Regions from separate parts of the Mus musculus genome. Here regions 2, 3 and 4 are each linked to region 1. A link is a contact called in public promoter capture Hi-C data. All regions are on one chromosome and are shown on one strand. Each heading gives the region's core, a stretch centred on a gene start, on an enhancer-like site or on the middle of the called end of the contact. The rest is flanking DNA. Distances are from core to core; before and after follow the strand shown. Region 1 holds the start of Slc25a17 (solute carrier family 25 (mitochondrial carrier, peroxisomal membrane protein), member 17). Region 2 holds the start of Gtpbp1 (GTP binding protein 1). Region 3 holds the start of Dnal4 (dynein, axonemal, light chain 4). Region 4 holds the start of Fam227a (family with sequence similarity 227, member A).

What was found. Promoter capture Hi-C pulls out the DNA fragments that hold promoters and counts their contacts. Capture Hi-C pulls out chosen DNA fragments and counts their contacts.
Region 2: a contact with region 1 is called in a promoter capture Hi-C map of liver, with 4 times the contacts expected there. The contact joins the promoter of Gtpbp1 here to the promoter of Slc25a17 in region 1. A contact is called at or near these places in 3 of 39 promoter capture datasets (liver and pre-B cells), 1 of 115 datasets of contacts at active chromatin or transcription factors (embryonic forebrain) and 1 of 9 other capture datasets (liver).
Region 3: a contact with region 1 is called in a promoter capture Hi-C map of adipose tissue, with 3 times the contacts expected there. The contact joins the promoter of Dnal4 here to the promoter of Slc25a17 in region 1. A contact is called at or near these places in 1 of 39 promoter capture datasets (pre-B cells) and 2 of 9 other capture datasets (adipose tissue and liver).
Region 4: a contact with region 1 is called in a promoter capture Hi-C map of liver, with 2.5 times the contacts expected there. The contact joins the promoter of Fam227a here to the promoter of Slc25a17 in region 1. A contact is called at or near these places in 4 of 39 promoter capture datasets (the 3T3-L1 cell line, hippocampal neurons and liver) and 1 of 115 datasets of contacts at active chromatin or transcription factors (astrocytes).

Annotation. Positions count from the first base shown.
Region 1 is chr15:81,359,372-81,364,016 of GRCm38.p6, forward strand. Slc25a17 (solute carrier family 25 (mitochondrial carrier, peroxisomal membrane protein), member 17) reads right to left here and starts at 1,394. Exons shown (of 9, transcript NM_011399.3): 1 at 1,306-1,394. The coding sequence starts at 1,359.
Region 2 is chr15:79,687,793-79,692,687 of GRCm38.p6, forward strand. Gtpbp1 (GTP binding protein 1) reads left to right here and starts at 3,104. Exons shown (of 12, transcript NM_013818.2): 1 at 3,104-3,306. The coding sequence starts at 3,115. It overlaps Josd1 (Josephin domain containing 1), which reads right to left and starts at 80. Exons shown (of 4, transcript NM_028792.3): 1 at 1-80.
Region 3 is chr15:79,771,597-79,776,716 of GRCm38.p6, forward strand. It overlaps Dnal4 (dynein, axonemal, light chain 4), which reads right to left and starts at 2,871. Exons shown (of 4, transcript NM_017470.2): 1 at 2,763-2,871. Gm30977 (a long non-coding RNA gene) reads left to right here and starts at 2,932. Exons shown (of 4, transcript XR_875488.3): 1 at 2,932-3,190.
Region 4 is chr15:79,655,992-79,660,787 of GRCm38.p6, forward strand. It overlaps Fam227a (family with sequence similarity 227, member A), which reads right to left and starts at 2,965. Exons shown (of 18, transcript NM_029407.1): 1 at 2,690-2,965. Cby1 (chibby family member 1, beta catenin antagonist) reads left to right here and starts at 3,236. Exons shown (of 5, transcript NM_028634.3): 1 at 3,236-3,302.

The DNA.
Region 1 (4,645 bases), core at 144-2,643:
AAAAATTTGTCAGACACAAGCAACCCTAAGCTACACCCAAGCTATCATTAAATCCTGGTGGTTCTTATAAATCCATTCCAGGCAAATGCTCTCTTACCCCTTCCACCAATAGGTCACAGCCATCTCTTGCCTGAGAGAGATGTGCCTTCCGTATTCTACTCTCCACAGGGCAGCAGAGAGGATCGGGTTTGAAATGTCAATCAGTAAGTGCAACCACTGACCCTTTCCTACACAAAGTCATGAATCATTTGGCCCCCCATTTGCATTTCCACTTCAGTCAAACAGGTCCCTATGACCAACTGAAAACATGTCACAACAAACTTCCACCCCAGTTCTTTCATAACGAGCAAAAGGCACTTCTGGTTGATTTAAAGGAACGCGACTCTTTTGAATAAGACACCATGTAATATTCCCTCACCTACTTCTCAAGGTCTAGAAGAAAAGTGTAATATTTTCTTCCCTCTTCATAGATTACAAACGTGAGATTTGAGATTACCTGGTAAACATATGATAGAATTGGAATTAAAAAACTCAGATTACTCTTCACCGGAACATAAGCTGTCTGAATGGATAGGAATGGTCCACGGTGACTCTACATGGCTAAAGGTACATGCTGGGAGTTAGGGAAGAACATGGGAAACAGTCTGAGGAAAAGAACCAGAGGAGGAATGTTACCTGTGCCAAGAATGTGAAGTTTCAGGGAAAAGGGAAGTGTCAAATGGAAGGAACTTAGATACCTCTAAATCGAAGAACAAAGCACTTAACTCACAGTAACTATACAGGTAGTACATAACACCACCGATCTTGACTTAAAAAATAAACAAACAAACACCCTATCTTTTCCTGGCAATAAGGCTGACTAGGAATGTTCCATTAGCTATTGCCACTTGCCTGGGATAAGGTGTGACACCAGGCTGGCAGTAGACTTACAGCAAGCACCCCATCTTCACACTTAGTTTTTCCGCAGGACCAATTTGGACGAAGTTTGTGTGCAGTGAGAGTTGGGTAAGGGAAGGGTTGGCCTTAAACTTTTAAACTTCAGAAGGCAAAGAAAATAGCAATTATCTTCTTCCCTATTCCCTCTGGACCTTTGTGACTGATAGTCCAGACAGTCTCTGGGAAAGTCCAGAGGGGACTGCGGCAGAGGGTGGCTCCTGGCCTCGCCCTCCCTCTTGTAGCAGCAACTTTCCATTTATGCCCGTCCTTTTCGTTCCAGTTGTGACAGATTCGGTCCCCACATCTCCCCCGTGCCCTTCTCCCCGACCCATCCCGAGATTTACTTCGAAGCCCCAAACCCCTCCTCACCACGGCTCCGGCCACGGCGTGTACCAGACTTTCGTAGGACAGCACAGAGGCCATGGTGCCACACTTTTCACTCAGGCGCCTCAGAGTGTGCGGGTTCGTGAAAGGACCGTCTCAAGCCCCACCTCTCAGAAGTCTCCCCCGCCTCCACCAGAACGACTGCTTCCGGGTCACAGACTGCCCTGGTTCGCTGGGGAGAACAGCCGGGGAGGCGAGTGTGAAATGCCCAGGAACGCCCCTGAACATCGATTGGTCCGGATCGGTCAAGGGGCGGAGCAATGCTCAGTGGCTATGGAAGGATCTGTGTTCTGAGCACCCCCTGCAAAGGTTCCTAGCCCCTCAGTCTGTCAGTGTGCTTGCACACTAAATTGGTTAGTCAAGCCCATAAAACGGGAGGACATAAAAGTCCTTAATGACTCCTGCACCCCAGTTCCTTGCAAAATATATGTTGGCAGGCTCAGTTGTTAGTGCTTGCTTAGCATGACTACCAGCAAACCATAAACACCAGTAAACACAGTACTCAGGAAGTGGAAAGAGGATCTGGGGACTGAAGAGTTGGCTCAGTTAAGAACAAGTACTGCTTTTGCAGAGGATCCTCGTTTAGGTCCCAGTATCCCAAGCAAGTATAGTTCCAGGGGGTCTGACCTTCTCGGGTTTCCGCGCACACTAAGACATACACACACACACACACACACACACACACGACTAAATAATTTTGTTAAAAGAATTTAGTACAGAGTCACCCTCAGCTACAGAGAGAATTTGAGATTAACCTGGGCTGAGACTCGTCTCAAAACAAAAGCCAAAACAGACCTAAACCCTAAAACGTAGCCTGTAATCCCAGTACCATGGATGCTGAGAAGTGGAGTTGGCTAGCCAGAACTATAGAAACAGCGTCAAAACAAAAGCAACCCTCCAGGATAAGCTGATAGCCATAGATAAGGGGGTGGGTCAATATCTCCAACCTTCGTTTCTCCATTCAGCCATCCCAACACCCGCTGCGAGATATAGAATCAAGGCTCTGAGGCCCGGTAGTTAAACCTCTAGCATAGTTTGTTTAAACTGACAATTTGGGGCTGTATAGATATAGCTCAGCAGCTAAGAACGCTTGCTCTTCAGTTGCTATCACACAACCCTCTATGTCCCTCGGGACAGACGCCACAGCTTTCTGTCCTCTGAAAGAATCCAGGACTGCTTACATAAATGCACTCATGCACATAAAGGTAAATCTAAAAGCAAAGTCAGTATTTTACCCTTCCACTGTGATAGTCTTAAGGTTTCTATTCCTGCACAAAACATCATGACCAAGAAGCAAGTTGGGGAGAAAAGGGTTTTATTCAGTTTACATTTCCACATTGCTGTTCACCACCAAAGGAAGTCAGGACTGGAACTCAAGCAGGTCAGGAAGCAGGAGCTGATGCAGAGGTCATGGAGGGATGTTTCTTACTGGCTTGCTCAGCTTGCTTTCTTATAGAACCCAGGACTACCAGCCCAGAGATGGCACCACCCACAAGGGGCCCTCCCACCCTTGATCACTAATTGAGAAAATGCCTTACAGCTGGACCTCATGGGGGCATTTCCTCAAGGGAGGCTCCTTTCTCTGTGATAACTCCAGCTGTGTCAAGTTGAACACAAAACCAGTCAGTACACACGTTTCACAGAACTGTTCAAACTTTCCAAACTTGACACTGCTGTGTCTGCTTTCCTCTTCATCCATGAGCTATATTCTTATTTTAAAATGTGTCTGCCAAACCTGGGTGGGTGCTTGGGAACTGACTACAGGCAAGATGTGCTCTTGACACTGAAGCATCTCCCAGCCCCAACCAGTTTTACTAGTTACATACTCTACTTGTTGGAATTACTATAACTTAAATTTAATGAACTACAAACCTCAACGAACTGTCCTTTACTTTCTAGAGAATGTCATGGAGATTCCAGCAGCACACACCTGGTATTCTTTAACCAGCAATCATTCAAATGTGCACTTTGGCTTTCAATTTCTTACAGGAGCAGCCAGGCATGCTGATACAACTACTGTCTAGTAGTTGAAAGGCTGAAGCAGAAAGATGGGAATTTAAGCCAGCCTGTGTGACACAGCAAAACCCAAGTCAACAAAACCTTAACAAAAAAACCAGCAACCTGAAGCTTCTGTCATAGCTGGGCATGATGATGCCTTTGATCCCAAGAAAGCAGAGGCTGTGTGGGCAATCAATTTGTTTCAAGCCAGTCTTCCCCACCCACCCCAAAAAGGGGGCACACACAAAGCTTCTGTGTTCAAGAATCAAAGATTTTACAAAAGGCTGTGAAGCCACAAGTCTGGGTCTGTAAAAAACCTACTTCCACAAATGTTACATCGAGCAACTAGCAAAGTGCTTCAGTTTCTTCACCTATAAAATGGCAAAGCAATAAAGGTATGCATGTTGTGGTATTAGAACTCAGAGATGACTGGAGGAACTAATTACAGCAGTGCCTGGAACCATACCTATTATGATGTGTTTAACTTGGGTCCATTAACACAAGCCATGACACCTTTTCTTACCCAGTATTGTCCATTTAACCACAAAGCTTTGTGTCACGTACGTTCTCTCCTCATAGCTAAAAGCTCACTAGTGGGATATGAAGATGGCTGTTAAGTTAATGCCATACATGACCAGGATGGATCCCTGACCACCTTCCTCCTGCTTCTTCAGCTGGCAAACAAGCAGCAGAGCATCTCTGGATCCATAAAGTTGTTACTTACTTCAATATGGCAGAACTTCTAAAAAGCTACTGAAAAAGTCTTTTTTTAGTCCTGCTATGCAGTTCAGACTGGCCTCAAATTCAGAATCCTCTCATTACACATGTGAGCTGCTATGCTCACCTTCAGGGGTCCCTGCTAACATTTACATCATTACTAACATCAACAGCCTACTGTACCTATCACATAACTTCAGATAAACACTCCACAAAGAAAAATAAATAAATAACAGGCTAACAAATGGGGGAAGGTCAAGATCCAGTTTGAAACAGTATTTTATTTCAGCATACTTAGGAATATTATCTACATATCTTTAAGCAGAAAGCCCCTTTATCTTCTTAGATTATTTTTCTTTATATTGTCTTTAGTGAGGGAAAAAAACAATATTTTGGTGTAGAAATGATACTGATTATTAAAAAATTGTGAAGGCTATATTTTTACTATCTGTGGAACTCCAAAGTCTAAAAGCACAGGACACAATTTTCAGAAGAGCAATTTCACCTATTTATGCTAATATTTTCACATTAGAATATAATTGGGTCATGTGTAGTCAGAGTACAAAAGAAACAGATCTTCAGTAAAGCACTCACACCATGGAAACTGTAT
Region 2 (4,895 bases), core at 1,854-4,353, 1.7 Mb before region 1:
ACCTGGCCCACGCGCGGACAAGCAGGCGGCGGAGCGGGCGGGCACGCGCACCTGAGCCCGACGTCAGCGGCGTTCACTCCGCGCGCGCCCCAGACACGCCCCCGCGCTGACCCCGCCTGCCAACCTCGCGTCACCCCTGACGTTGTGTGACGTAGCCAACGCGGGCTGTTGGTCCGGTGGAGGTGCTTAGAGGTCGCGGAGCCGTTGTGCAGGGTTGTGGAGCTCCGCGGTAGCGGGGGAGGTCGACTTGTCGCTTCGCCGCAGCTCCGCCCCGGCGCCCACTCCCGCCTGGACGCCGCAGGGCCCTCCTCCCGGCAGAGTGCTTTCTTGAGCCCGGGCAGCGGCTGCCCTGGCCCACTTATGTTCATCAGATTTCCTAACACTTTACCGACGCGGTCGGGCGTAATCTTGGTTGGTGAACCCGACCGCCTCCAGTTTTCTTTGAGAGCTGAGGGCAAGACTCTCGCCGGGAGTCATATTTCAAATGGAAACCTGAGTTCTATTTCAGATCCTTGGTGTCGTATTCCAGTTCACTTCACACAAACCACTGCCCTTTTGATCAGCAACCTTCTCTTGATGGCTGTCACAAGCCTTCCTTTCTGTGTTTTCTTTTCCCTTCTGATCCTTCTTTTTAGACGTGTGTGTGTGTGCGCGTGTGTGTTCTCTAGTTCAGCTGGTCTCAAACTCATTACGTAACCAAGAATGTCCAATTTGTTCAGGGCAAGGGATCGAACCTTGGTAAATGCAAGACAAGCACTCTACCAACTAGAGCTCCGTATTTTGAGTTTAGCTGAGTACATTGTGTCCAAAGGCAGACTATTTACAGTTTCCCATGGGTTTAAATTAAGTCACTGTTTCTAACTTGCCTTCCTATCGGATTTTTGTTAGGGAAAACAACAGATTTGCACTTTCAAAGTAATGGTTTCTCTAATCCTCATGATCACCCCAATCAACAGTATTGTGCAACACATCTGAGAGATTACCACATGATAGGGCATCCTCTACCTAGACTACTTTTGAATTATCTTTTTGTGTGTGTGTGTGTGTAATGTGTAAACTACCAAACTGTTACAGTGTATTTACATAGGATTTATCTCCTAGGGACTTGCTGTTCAACCAGAATTATTGTAAACATCTATTAATTAACTGATGAGTAATTAATTATTGTTAAGCAAATTAGACTTTTTTTTTCTTTTTCAGGGAGAAAAATACAGCCCAAAGAAGTCGATCAAGTTGTTTGAAATCATTATGTCTATAGTGAATTAAGGGTTTGAGCTTGGACCAAATTGTTTTCAGAAAGAGAATGTAAAGATGATTAGGAATTACCTCTCAACTGTTACTTTTTATATTTATTCTCCAAAACATTCAATTCGAAAAGCAAGTATTCAGAATATATATCCTTTCTAGGCAAAGTCCTATAGTGAGAAGGACAGTCTTTCCCCCCAGCCAGATAGCAATGTATTCTGAAACTGAACTTTTTCTGGCCATACAATGCTAAATAGCAATCGAAGCAATAGAATTAATACAACTGTCACCTCTGATCACCCCCAGCCAAGCAGTGAGCAACCTCCAGTTGAATTCTTAATACTTGGGGATACTGTCAGAATCCACAGATATAGGGTTACGGTCCACAAGACTGCCTCTCACTTTAGGAGTCCGAATCTCTGGGTCTGGAGATATAGCTCAGAGTTTCAGAAGACCTGGGTTGGATTCCCAGTACCCTAATGGAGGCTAACAATCGTCTGCGACTCTAGTCCAAAAGGGTTCCGGTGCCCCATTTAGACTCTACAGGCCCTGCACAAAGGTGGCACACAGACATACACACACACACACACACACACACACACACACACACACCATTCATACAAAATAAAAACAAATCTCAGTAAAAAACCATTAAGGTCAGGTTTCCAGCAGCATCTGCTCACAGACTTGGTAGTACGTTAAAAATGAGGACAAGACTCTCCCCGAATTAGGTGACGGCTATATTGTACCCTTTTCCTTACTTACTATATACATCCTGTGGTCCAATCCCTAAATTTCTCGTACTTCCTCAGGCGGCTGCTCTTTTTTTTAATCTATTACCAGGAGGAGTGGCCAGGTCCAGCCAGCATAATTAGATCTTGGTAAAAAACAGAACTCACCTAATAGTCTAAATTTTTCAGACATTTGAAACGGGAATTTCAGGTACACGAACGGCGGGTTTTTTTTTTTTTTTTTGGACTGGGACTTTCCACAAGTGGCAACTGAAAAATAAGCCACAAGAAACTACCTTGACAGATCCTAGACCTGTGGCTCAGCTGTTCACCAAAAACGTGAGGGGATTTACGCTAGAGTTTGGGCTGTCAACATCTTTCTGTTCACTCAGTTGCTCTCCGAGGAGTCATGAATGGAACTCCCTGAGGTCAGCATTTAATTAATTGTCTTGGTCTGGCGGCTGTAATATTACCACTCCTGGAATACATAGCATCGATTCTACTATAAAAATTGCCTTGCGCATGCCAGCACGCCGGACACAGTGTTGCAGCAACTGCCTTCAATCATTCGGAGTGCCAGGCTCATTTCACAGTTTACTATCTGGGTATGCGGCGGCCAGACGCGCGGGACTTAGGGAGGACAAGATTGGGTCCCGCCCTTGTCCATCATTTTGAGAGGCTCCAGGCGGGACTGTTTTGCAGTATGATTTGGAGGCTGGCCCCGCCTCTGGAAAGTGAGGTGGGGAGTAAAGAATGGATGCCTCTTTTCATTGGATTGTTGTCAAGTCAGTCAAACCTCTGCTTCGCTCCCGTTGGCGGGAAGGATCCAGGCAGGTAGCGTGCACGCTGTGTTGGCCCCACTAGAGGTGGGACCAAGGCTCCCGACCACTACGACGTTTGTTGTTAGGGTTTTGGTCTCATTAATTATTCATTAAAGTATTTGAGAGAGCTGCGACGATTGGTAAATGAGAGACTGGGTCTTCTGTGTCTCCGCTAGAGATACGTGACAGTCTCGGGAGGCGGGGAAGCCGCGCATAAATTATTCTAACAAGAAGGGGCGGGGCCGAGCATAAATTAGTTAAATGAGCCAGGGAGGGAGGGCGGGCGGCCGGCTGCGAATTAGCTTAAGTTCTTAAAGATGGCGGCGGAGCGGAGTCGCTCCCCGGTCGACTCGCCGGTGCCGGCCTCGATGTTCGCCCCCGAGCCTAGCTCTCCGGGGGCGGCTCGGGCCGCCGCGGCCGCGGCCCGACTCCATGGCGGCTTCGATTCTGACTGCAGCGAGGACGGCGAGGCGCTCAACGGCGAGCCGGAGCTGGACCTCACCAGCAAGGTAGGCCCGGGAGGCGGCGGCGGGGCCAGGGGTACGCGGAGGGGCCGGACGGTCTCCGAGGCGACGGCGGGCAGCCGGCTGTCCAGTGGCACGGCTCACGGGAGCGCTGAAGGGATGCAGCCCGCCCACCTGCCGCTCTCCCGAACCTGCCGGGCCCGGGCCCACTCTCCGCACCGGGCAGCGTCCACCCGGCCTCCCGCGCTTCCCGCTCCCGCCTCGATCGCTGCCACTTGGCTCCGCCACGTGGAACGGGGTTCCCGACTCGGGCCGCGCGCCCTGTGTCCCTGTCCCCGTGTGGATCAGCCCGCCCTCCCCAGGAGGGGGGTCCCTGAGACGCAGGGTCTTCCTCTTCTAGGAGCATCCCGGAGGACCAAGTGTCAAGGTGGCTTGGGCAGGGGGCGGGATACTCACGAAGACAGGTAGCCAGTCTAAGGGGTGGCAGCCGTTTCTCTTCCTGGTCTCTGGAAAGTAAACAGAAAGTAGTTGCTCAGTCGGCGAGAATGATGTCCGAGGAGCGTCCTCTTTCCGTGTCCACCCAAATAAAATAAAAAGATGGGACCGACAAGATGGCTCAGCAGGTAAAGGGGCTTGCCTCCTAAGTTTGACAACCTCAGTTCGATCCCCAGGACTCACCTAGTGAAGGAGAGAACTGATTCGTACACCGTGGCACTCGTCGCCTTCCCACACCCTGCCTTGTTATAATTAAAAAAAAAAATAGGCATGACCCTCAGCCTTGCCACTTACGAGTGGAGCCACCTCTTGTATTCATGCAATATGGAAGGGCATCTTTAAGTAGCATCTTCTGCGGTGTTGAGAAGGTAGGCAGAAATGAAGATCTCACCACTTACTTGGCATTGTGGAAAATAAGAAAGTAACTATAAGATGTTACTGGTGTTTAGAAAGTGTCAAACATCACTAAAGAAACTGATGCCAAGGGAGGGACTGGGCTTCCCTTCCAACTGTTGCCATTAAAAGGGTCTGTGACCTTAGGAAACTTTCTTAACCTCTCACTTCTCCAGCATCTCATCAAGAAAATGCAGATGTGTTGCAAAAATTAGAAGAGAGCTGGGCAGTGGTGGTGCGTGCCTTTAATCCCAGCACTTGGGAGGCAGAGGCAGGTGGATTTCTGAGTTCGAGGCCAGCCTGGTCTACAGAGTGAGTTCCAGGACAGCCAGGGCTACACAGAGAAGCCCTGTCTCGCAAATTAAAAAAAATAAAAAAATTAGAAGAGAATGTTAAGACCCATTATAGTCCCAGATGCATATCAGAGACTCACTAAATGTTTGCACTAGATAGATGATGATTCCCTGTGAGGATTAAAAAGCAGCTGGTGGAAGATAGAGCAGCCCCACCCCCTGCGCTTTGTAGGATAATTACAATAGAGATTTTATGGAGCTTTGATGTCTGTGGTCATACTATGCTGAACGAGCCTGATCTCGTCTGATCTCGGAAGCTAAGCAGGCTCGGGTCTGATTACTACTTGGATGGGAGATTTTATGGTGCTTTGAAAATGTGACATCTCATGATGGCAATGCTACATAAAACTTGGCTCTAAACTGGAAAGAACCTTTGCCCCCAACCTAAGTAAG
Region 3 (5,120 bases), core at 1,621-4,120, 1.6 Mb before region 1:
GGCTTGTTGGCCAGCCAGTAGAGTCAATTAGTGAGTGACAGGTTTGAAGAGAAACCCTGTCTAACAAAACCATAAGGTGGTGAGTGATTGAGAAAAATAGCAGTCACCCATCTTTGACCTCCACACAGATGTCCAGACACATGTGCAGGCACTCCTACACATAGAACATGTAAACACACACACAATTTTTAGAAACATGTATTTACTTAACACTGATCTTCAGCCAGAGCCCAGGAGAAGGATTCTACACACAGGCTCTCAAAAATTCATCACCCCCCAAAACCTGTCAGACAGACACAATCTCTTCTCCCTGTGTCAGTTACCACTGAGGAGCACACGGCCTGAGCCTAGCAAAGTGACTTTCCATCCAGCTGAGACACGGAGGGCCACAGCCCCACACCAAGTGTACACGATTTCAAGACCACGCTTTTGACAACTCCACTATAACTAAGCAAGAGGCAACGTAGATGAAAACTGACCCAGGAGTTGTGGTTTGTGGCAGAAAGGCCCTGTCATATGGGCATAGGAGGAGACTCCGGACTGAGAAGCAATGCAGTGGACCCAAGAGAAAGTTCAAGGCTTCCCAGGACTGGGAGAAAGAACACAATTGAGAAAGGAGGGGGGAAAAAAAGCTGGGGGTGGGTTGTGGAAGTGTAGAGAGCCCTAAAACCCAGGCATAAAAACTTGGATTCTACTGGATGCTCACAGTCAGCTATTGGATGGATCATGGGATCCCCAATGGAGGAGCTAGAGAAAGTACCCAAGGAGCTAAAGGGGTCTGCAATCCTATAGGTGGAACAACAATATGAACTAACCAGTACCCCCAGAGCTCGTGTCTCTAGCTGCATATGTATCAGAAGATGGCCTAGTCGGCCATCATTGGAAAGAGAGGCCCATTGGTCTTGCAAACTTTATTTGCTTCAGTACTGGGGAACGCCAGGACCAAGAAGTGGGAGTGGGTGGGTAGGGGAGTGGCGGGGGAGGGTATGGGGGACTTTTGGGATAGCATTGGAAATGTAAATGAAGAAAATACTTAATAAAAAAATTTAAAAAAAAAACAACCTTGGATTCTGTTTTTGCTCTCACATAACACAGGGTGGCTTTGAACTCACTGAACCACTGAGCTCCTGATGACCTTGAACTTGTGATACTGCTGACACAGCCAAGCCCTTGGGTTGCAAGCATCACGACCTTGCCTGGCTTCTTGGAGCTTTCAGGGTGGCTGGCAGCACAGAGGTTGGGGAGTTGGATTGACAGGGATGGCAGCCAGGAAGCTACAGCGATCAGCCCAGAAAACAGGCCTAAGAGGCCAGAATGGTCTCAGGAATGGGGAGGGTGTGATACCCCACGGAGAGAGAATCAAGGTAACTTGATAACTTTCTCAGAGGGATGAGCCTACCAGAGCATGGAAGAAACCAGGTAGAACAGATAGGCAGGCCAGCTTGATGCTAGCAGCTGGCAAAATGCAAATGGAGACATTTAGTCAGGAGGAAAAGATGGCAGAGTCATGGATGGTTGGAAAAGGGAAGCTATGAATCCTCGTATCACTGTACCAACCTCTTTCAGTTTCCTCACTCCTGTACCCCAAGAATTCCTAGCCACAGGGGAAGAGCAGAGCCAGACAGCAGGCCTGAGGTTCATCTGCAGACAGTGGCTACTGAGTGGGATACTGCGCAGGAAAGCACTGGGCTCTTCCCAGGAGGGAAAGTGTGAGGTCATAACAGACAAAAAGAAGAAATTAGGGGGTGGAGGTCAGTTTATAAAGTGCTTGCTACAAAAGTATGAAGACCAGAGTTTTCTATCCCAGCACCCGTGTAAAGGGCTGGGTGAGGCGGCCATGCCTGTGAGCCCAGCATTGGAGAGGCAGCTGAGAGGATGGATCCTTGGAAGCTCATTAGCCATGAAGCCCAGTGGTGAGCTCCTGGCATCAAAGAGGGAGACCCTGTCTCAGACAATAAGGTGGAGAGTGATTGTGAAAGACACCGAATGTTGACTTCCAGCCTCCACATGTAACTGCACACACAGGAACGCACATACACACAGAAAAAAGACAAGTGAGCAAGTACCGTCTACACTGGACTGGACCCTTTGTACTTCATTTGCCAAAGGAGATGAACTTCAGACTATTGGCTTTATAGATGCACTGACTGGTGCCCAGAGAGATCTTAGGTAGTTCTTACCAATGGGAATCCAACTTAAGTTTGCCAAATTCTTTGCATTACATAAAAGGTTAGGAGAACACACATCCTAAGGGGCGTTGACAGTTAAGTCCCACAACATCATGCTAGGACGTCAGAGTCCAAAAGGCCTTTGCGACCATTCAACCCAATTTCGACTTTATAGATGGGAAGACTGAGTGCCCCCCGTCGGGCAATAGTCAGCCTAGAATCCCAGAGTATCGCCAAATCTCCAAACCAAGTGATCTGGGACGAGGCGATTTAGACCACCAGTCAGCAGCGAGGTGGTGCGGGGACAAAGTGCAGTGGGAGTCAAAACAGGGAGGATGCGAGGGCATGGAGCTAAACAGGACCCAAGATGAGTGAGGAGGAGCGGCCTGCAAAGTGGTGCTGGTGCGCAATGTCACTGCCAAGCTCCGTGGTCTCCTACGTGGGACAAGGGGAGGTCCTGGGCCGGGAACCGCGGGCTGGGGACCTAGGTGGGGCCTAGCGTTGGGCCAGGCCTTGTCCGCCCCGCGCATCCTCCCGCCCTCCCTCAGGGCCAGCCCTCCCCGCCGCGCTGCCCTCCGCACTCCGCGCCCTCACCTGCTCCCGCGGGGGCCGGAGCCGAGGCCACAGCCAGCGCACCCCCGCCAGGGTTGTCAAGGAGCGAGCCAGAGTGTCTTAGCAACCATCACGGAAGTCCCGTCCCGTCACCGGACGTTGACAGCAATATCACTTATTATTGGTGTAGAGAAGTGCCAATTAATTCCGAAGGGGCCTAGGAGGCCGGAGCTTACGCGAGGGGCGTGGCTTAAAGACCGAGGAGGTGGGGCTTCGCTCATAGTCGTCTTAAGCCTGCCGGAGCAGCTGCGGACAGGCAGAAGTAGTCTTTGTAGAGGAACAAACTTCTTAAAGCTGTATTGCCCTGGGAGTTTTCGACATCGAAAATGACAAATGCAGTTTGTTGGTGTCGTGACGCTGATCTGCTATTTTACGACGACCGCAGGAGCCTGATAACCACCAGAACTTAGGTAGTGTTTTAGTCCTTTACAGTGAGTGACTGTCTCATTGATTCGCAACACAGTGCTTACTGTTAACAGCATCCGTGATCCCGTCTGGGCCAATGTGTAGAACTAGAGAGACTGAAGGAAAGAATCAAGGCATAACCTCAGAGAAGGAATCCAGATCTTTCCCTTGTGCAAACCCTCCAGGGTTGCTTTGTCCCAGGGGCTGGGAGACACCTGTACCATCAGATGCAGTTGTCTGGAACCTGCTTCTGATTCTTGGAAAGAAATGACCAAAGAGTGTTAGAGCCTCTTGCTGAGGGGAAGGTGAAGAAGAAGAATGGATCAGTGGAATGCCCCATAATCTAAACATTTATTCTATGCGTATCATGCAATCATTAATGAAGCCCCACTAGCTGGTGATTCTGCGGAAGGCACAGTTCAGAAGGTATAGAGCCATGAGAAGAAATGGAATCGTTTCCGCGTGCTTCTATAGCAGAGACTGGCAGGGTACTGGCTCTTTTTAAGTGGGACAACGAGGCGGGAAGAGCCCAAGATGACCAGAATGCTAATGGGAGCGGGACAGCGGTAGCTCCAAGAGGCCTGGGTGCAGGGTCAACGTAGTAGGAGTGCAGGGTCAACATAGTAGGTCAAGTAGAGGGGAAGACAAAGAAAGAAGCAGGGCAGAAGAAAGAGAGGTTTGAAACACAAGTGGCCCCTGGTGTGAGGTGAGATAGAGTCATTGGTTGCTGGAGAGCTTTGGGGAGAGTGGTAACAAGGTCTGATCTGGGACAGTGGATTAACCTAGCTTGAGTGTACAGACCCAGAACACACACATTGGGCTTGGTTTGAGACTTGGCAGCAGGAATTCAGCTCAGCACACGACAGTTCCTAGCTAGCCTCCCTGGAAAGTTCTGACTGTCTGTGGCGAATCTTACTCAGCCTTCAAATTTCCTTAATCCTCTTTTCCAACTTTCTCCAGGAGATGAAGGGCAGCCTTTGAGGGGGATGACGCTCTCACTTCTGTCACTTACACAAACGACTCCCCCAAAGGGGTCCTTGTTTGCCATCCTCTCTTTCTCGCCTCCCATTCATTCTCCCGCCCACCACAATCTGGCTTCCACTCCCACGATGTTTCTGAAATTCCCTCTCTTGTGGTTACCAGTGACCTTCTGAGGAGCAACAGCAATTGTTAGACCATCTTCCTTCCCTGCTGGCAGCACCAACCGCAGAAACCTTCACACAGTTCTCTATCACAGAGGTAGTACCTATAGATCTTTCTGCAGTGCAGATTCCAGGATCTCCTGCAACGGAATGGAGGATCATAGGGTGTTTTTCTGCAGGCTACCTTGTGGGAGCTACTGGGTAACAGGGTAACCTGGCTCTCTTGTGTCCCCCAGACCTCTAATTCATTTTTGGCTCCCATCTTGGGCTCTTGCTTTGGTCCTTAATATTACTGTGTTTTTCTGACAAGTGGTTATTGTTTCCATAGGAAATGTCAGCCAAGGGCTTATGGTTTGCACATTTGCTTTCCAGCTGATAACACTGTTGCAGGTGGTGGAACCTTTGGGACATCAGACCTAGCTGGTAGGCAGCTAAGGAACATGCCTTGAAGGTTACAGCCCTGCCCTGTCCTGCCCTGCTTCCTGCCTTCCTCTCGGCTACTGGAGCCACCAAGACACAGGAGCCACATCCTGGTTGACATGATTCCCCTCTCTATTATAATGACACTACCTCTGGATTTTAAACCGAAAGAAACTTTTTTTCTTTTTTTGAGACAGGGCTTTCCTGTGTATCCCAGGCTGTTCTGAAACTTAGACCAGGCTGGTCTCCAGCTCAAAGATCTGCCTGCCTCTGCCTCCTAAATGCTGGGCTTAAACGCATTTGCCACAATGCCTGGCTACATTGTCTTTGCTTAAATTGCTTCTACCAGATACTTTGTCAGATGGACAAAAAC
Region 4 (4,796 bases), core at 1,715-4,214, 1.7 Mb before region 1:
AGATCTCACCTGTACTTTGCTTTGTACGTTACTTTGAGATATCCTACCTTAAGCCTTGCTATGCACATGGGATTGAGCTATTTATCACCAGGATTTTTTTTTTAAACAAATTGTGCTGTGTACAAAGATGCCTAAAATAAACTATTCAGGGTCAGATTCTAAGTTTGAATGGACACCAGCTACTGAGTCCTGTTGAACCAAACTGCCTTCATATCTCCCTCTGATCACTACTCTGCGGCCCTGTGGTTGCAGATATCCCTCCATCTCCGACCCCTGTACTGCTCCAAGTTGGTTGGGTGGAAGGAAAGGCTGACTCAGACCCCAGGCCAGTACCGTTTCTTGCCTCCTGCTCTTACCCTCACAGGCCAAGCAGCAGGAGATGAGAAGAGGCAGGTGCATCTCAGGGCTTCTCCTTGTCCTCCTACCCATTCCCCAGAATGGCTGGAAAATTACACTATGTTCTAGACTCTGATGATGCTGTCAGGAAGCTTCCAGCTTTAGCCGAATGCTATTACTCACACCTAATGGGACAACTGAGTAGTTTCTAAAGAGGAATGTTTAAAATACACACATCGCTCCGGGCTGAATTCTCCCTCCTACCATTTAAGGATACGTGTGCTCTGGGGCCCGGTAAGCTTTCTACTGCCGTTGTCTGCAGAGGAGGGAAAGCAAGCTTCATTGAAAGCCGCGCTATGGCAAGCACTGTGCCAAGTGCTGGGGGTGGATGCGTGGGAGCTGAGGAGCCCTTCCCCTTGGGGCATTGTGGCAGCTGGGACTGCCGATCCCCTGCTCAGAGTTAGCATTTGATAGCATGTGAAATGCAGACTGCGGTACTGGTCCTCCGTCACCATCAACGTCGAGCCACTCGGTGACTATTTACTGAGGACTTCCCACAGACTAAAAAGTGTGCTCCAACTGGGCACAGGATGGTAAACTGAGCCAGACTGGATCCATAGCCCTAGTGGGGCTATTGAGGTAGACTTGTAAAATTAAAATAAGTACATAATTATAAAGTATAATTCATCAAAATTCTGTATGTAATGATGAATTATATAACTCATGACTGCTTCCAAAGAAAGTACATAGGGTTATGAGGTGACAGTGTGGTTTTGGGTATTTGTTGTTGTTGTTTTTGTTTTTGAGACAGTGTCTCACCATGACGTAGCCCTGGCTGGCCTGGCACTTGCTATGTAGTCCGAGCTGGCCTCCAACTCACAGAGCTCCTCCTGCCTCTGCCTCTGAAGTGCTGCAACAGTTTGTTCTGACCTAGTTACGGAGGTCAAGGTGCTGAAGGAAGAGCAGGAGTTAACTGGCTGATGGGGAGAAGAAACAGCTCCCAGACAGAGGGCAACGAGGCTGGAAGGAAAACACTCCTGGATGCTGCCCAGCCCCACGGCCACTAGCCACACACCAAAACAAAAGTTCTGAAATTTGGTTAGCGTGACTAAAGAAATTAATAACCAATACATGGTAAAAATTTAAAATATTTGTTTATTCGTATTTTGGACAAACCGAGTTAAGTGCAACAATAGTCAAGTTAATTTAATCTGTTTTGAATTGACTTGTTAAAAAGCCTAGGGCCGGGTATGGAGCACTAGCCTTTAATCCCAGCGCTCTGGAGAAAGAGGCGGGAGGACTTTTGTAAGTTGGGAGAGCAGCCAGAACTACATATTGAGCCCCAGTCTCAAATATCAAACAAACAAAGCGGGGCTGGTGAGATGGCTCAGTGGGTAAGAGCACCCGACTGCTCTTCCGAAGGTCCGAAGTTCAAATCCCAGCAACCACATGGTGGCTCACAACCATCCGTAACGAGATCTGACTCCCTCTTCTGGAGTGTCTGAGGACAGCTACAGTGTACTTACATATAATAAATAAATAAATAAATCTTAAAAAAAAAAAAACAAACAAAGCAAAAGGGTAGGGGTTGAAGGCAGGCTGGGTGTGTGTCTGTAATTCCAGCACTGAGAGGCTGAGGCAGGAGGATGAGATAAGGAGTACCCAGGGAGACTTTATCTCAAAATACGAAAGGTGCTTCGGGGATAGCACCGGTAGAGGGCGCACAAGGTTTAATATCAAAAAGCTTCTAGAGCCTGGCGGTGGTGGCGGACGCCTTTAATCCCAGCACTTGGGAGGCAGGCGGATTTCTGAGTTTGAGGCCAGCCTGGTCAACAGACTGAGTTCCAGGACAGCCAGGGCTACACAGAGAAACCCTGTCTCGAAAAAAACAAACAAGCAAACAAACAAACATACAAACAAACAAACAAACAAAAAAACTTCTAGAATGATCGCAACTTTCAAATGTGTTCTGCTTTATGTTTCTGTAGCGGTTGCTACACTAGATATGGTTGATTTTGATGTGGAATTCTCTCTTCGAACGCTGTGTGGCAAAGGTGGAGGAAGACTGCTTGGAGCTGGGTCCTGTCCTTTATGGTGGGATGACCTCGTACACCCACTAGGCAGCCAAGAAACGCCTCCTGGATGGCCATTTCTTCATTTACCAAACCGAGCTACAATGTCCTTAGGACTTGAGGAATCCTGGAGCTGACTCTCCAGTTCTCTACCCCTTGTACACTGGGCAACCTTCCCTGGACCTCAGTTTCCCTTGCTTGTGGGAGTGTGGAGGAGGCAAGACTGGCAGGAGCCAGTTTGCTACTGGCAGGGAGTCGTCATATCTGTCCGTCTGTCTTACCTGAAAGCTTCGGCAGAAGCGTCAGGGCGGGTTCCGCCACCAGCCCCTCCAGTGACCGGACCAAGCTCCGGATGTCCGCCAGCATCCGCGGCCCAAGGGGCGCGGTTTGCTTTGTGGCCGGGGCGGGGGAGCTGCAGGTCGGTCCATTTTGCTACTGTGAGTCCAGCCTGGGTCACCACTTAACATTTTTAACACAACAAAGCAGCTTTCGGCCTGCTTTGTTGCCAAGGAAAACGATTACTATGACGACGGCGGCGCTGACCCGGGGACCAGACCAACGTATTTAGGGGGTCATGCCTCTCCCAGCCTATGCCACAAGGCATGTGTGTATCTCCAGAAGTCGTGCCCAAGGCATGTGTGTATCTCCAGAAGTCGTGCCCAAGGCTTTCTTCTATTCGTGAACCTTAGAGAGTCCGCAGGGGCTCCGCTGCTTCGCGGAGGCTCGTCTCGGAGCTGGCTCCCTCTGCATTCTCAGTGGTAGAAGCCAGAGAGGCTGCGCATGCGCACGATGGTTGCCCGGCGCCGGCCAATCGCGGTCGCGGCGGTTGACGCGGCCTGGGCAGATCCTTGCAGAAAGCTGCAGGCTAGCTCGGGATTCCGGCTTCGCAGACAGGTACCTCTGGGAGCGGCGGGCGGATATCCGTGCCAGTAGTGGTGGGTGGGATGCCCGGGTACCCCTGGAGAAGCGGGCAGGCTGGACCGTGGCATGCTCCGCGGGCACCTCTTGCGACGGAGACTCGGAGATGGTGTTTTGACCCCATCCTTTGAAGGTCTTCTCCTAACCCGTACAGAACTCTTTGGGTTTTGTGACCCGTGAGACTGGCTGGCTCTTAACTTTTTCGAGACACCTTTCCCTTTGAGAATCCAGTGAAAACCAAAGATGCTTCCTTCCTTTATTTTTTGTCAGAATGAAGAGAATGTATTTTATAGCCTGATGCAAACTAAAGCTTCGCACAGTAAGTGCATTTCCCTGTAAAGGGGGACAATTTGATCTACTTCTCAGGGTCATGGTGAGCATCAAATGTCCCAACAGTTTGTAAACATGAAAGCACTCTTAACCTACGAGCTGCAGGCTGTTATCATTCGTGATTATAAATAAGGGACGTCACTGGCCGGAGAAATGGATCAGAGTCTCAGAGAACTGGTTGCTGTTGCAGAGAACTGGGATTCGATTCCCAGCTCACAAACGCCAGTAACTCTAGTTGTAGAATCTGCAGACACAAGGCACGACCATGGTATCCCAGGCAAAACACTCAGACACATTAAAAACAACAGCAAACAAAGCCTTTGAGGCCCTTGGGGGATGATAAAACGTTGGACTCCCCAGAGGGTGAGCAACAGGGTTGGTTGGGAACCAAGTGCAAACCTTTAATTTTCTTGGCCCATAGTCTTCTATGAGAGAGCTTCCCTAAAGAACCCTAGGATACCTTGAACGGTGTGTGTATGTGTGTGTGTTTAAAAAAAAAAATCTGTGAAGGGGACTAGAGAAAAGGCTCAGTGAATGTGGGTACTTGCTGCTCAAGTGTGAGACCATGGATTCAAGTCCCCAACATCTCAGTTAAAAGCCTACCACAAGCCGGCGCGTGGTGGCACACGCCTTTAATCCCAGCACTCGGGAGGCAGAGGCAGGCGGATTTCTGAGTTCGAGGCCAGCCTGGTCTACAAAGTGAAGTTCCAGGACAGCCAGGGCTACACAGAGAAACCCTATCTCGAAAAACCAAAAAAAAAAAAAAAAAAAAAGCCTGCTACAAGCTCGGACCCCTGCAATGCTAACACTGTTGGTGGCGGAGACAGGATTGCTTGTGCTCGCTGGCCGCCAGTCTAGCTCCAGGTTCAGTGAGAGACCCCATCTAAAGGGAATGCAACAGGACACCTGACGTCCCCCCTCCAGACTCCGAATCTGCACACAAATATTAATAAAGTGGATACACACACACACACCTACCTGCACATATGCATGCATTCAGCACATAAACACATAATTGGAAAAAAAAATGTACCATGAAGCCTTGTGGTTTTATGACTTCTCTCTACTTGTTTTATTTAAAAAGCTGACCTCTTCCCCGAGCCTAAGTGATGTTACTGATTTTATGAGCATTGCAGGACG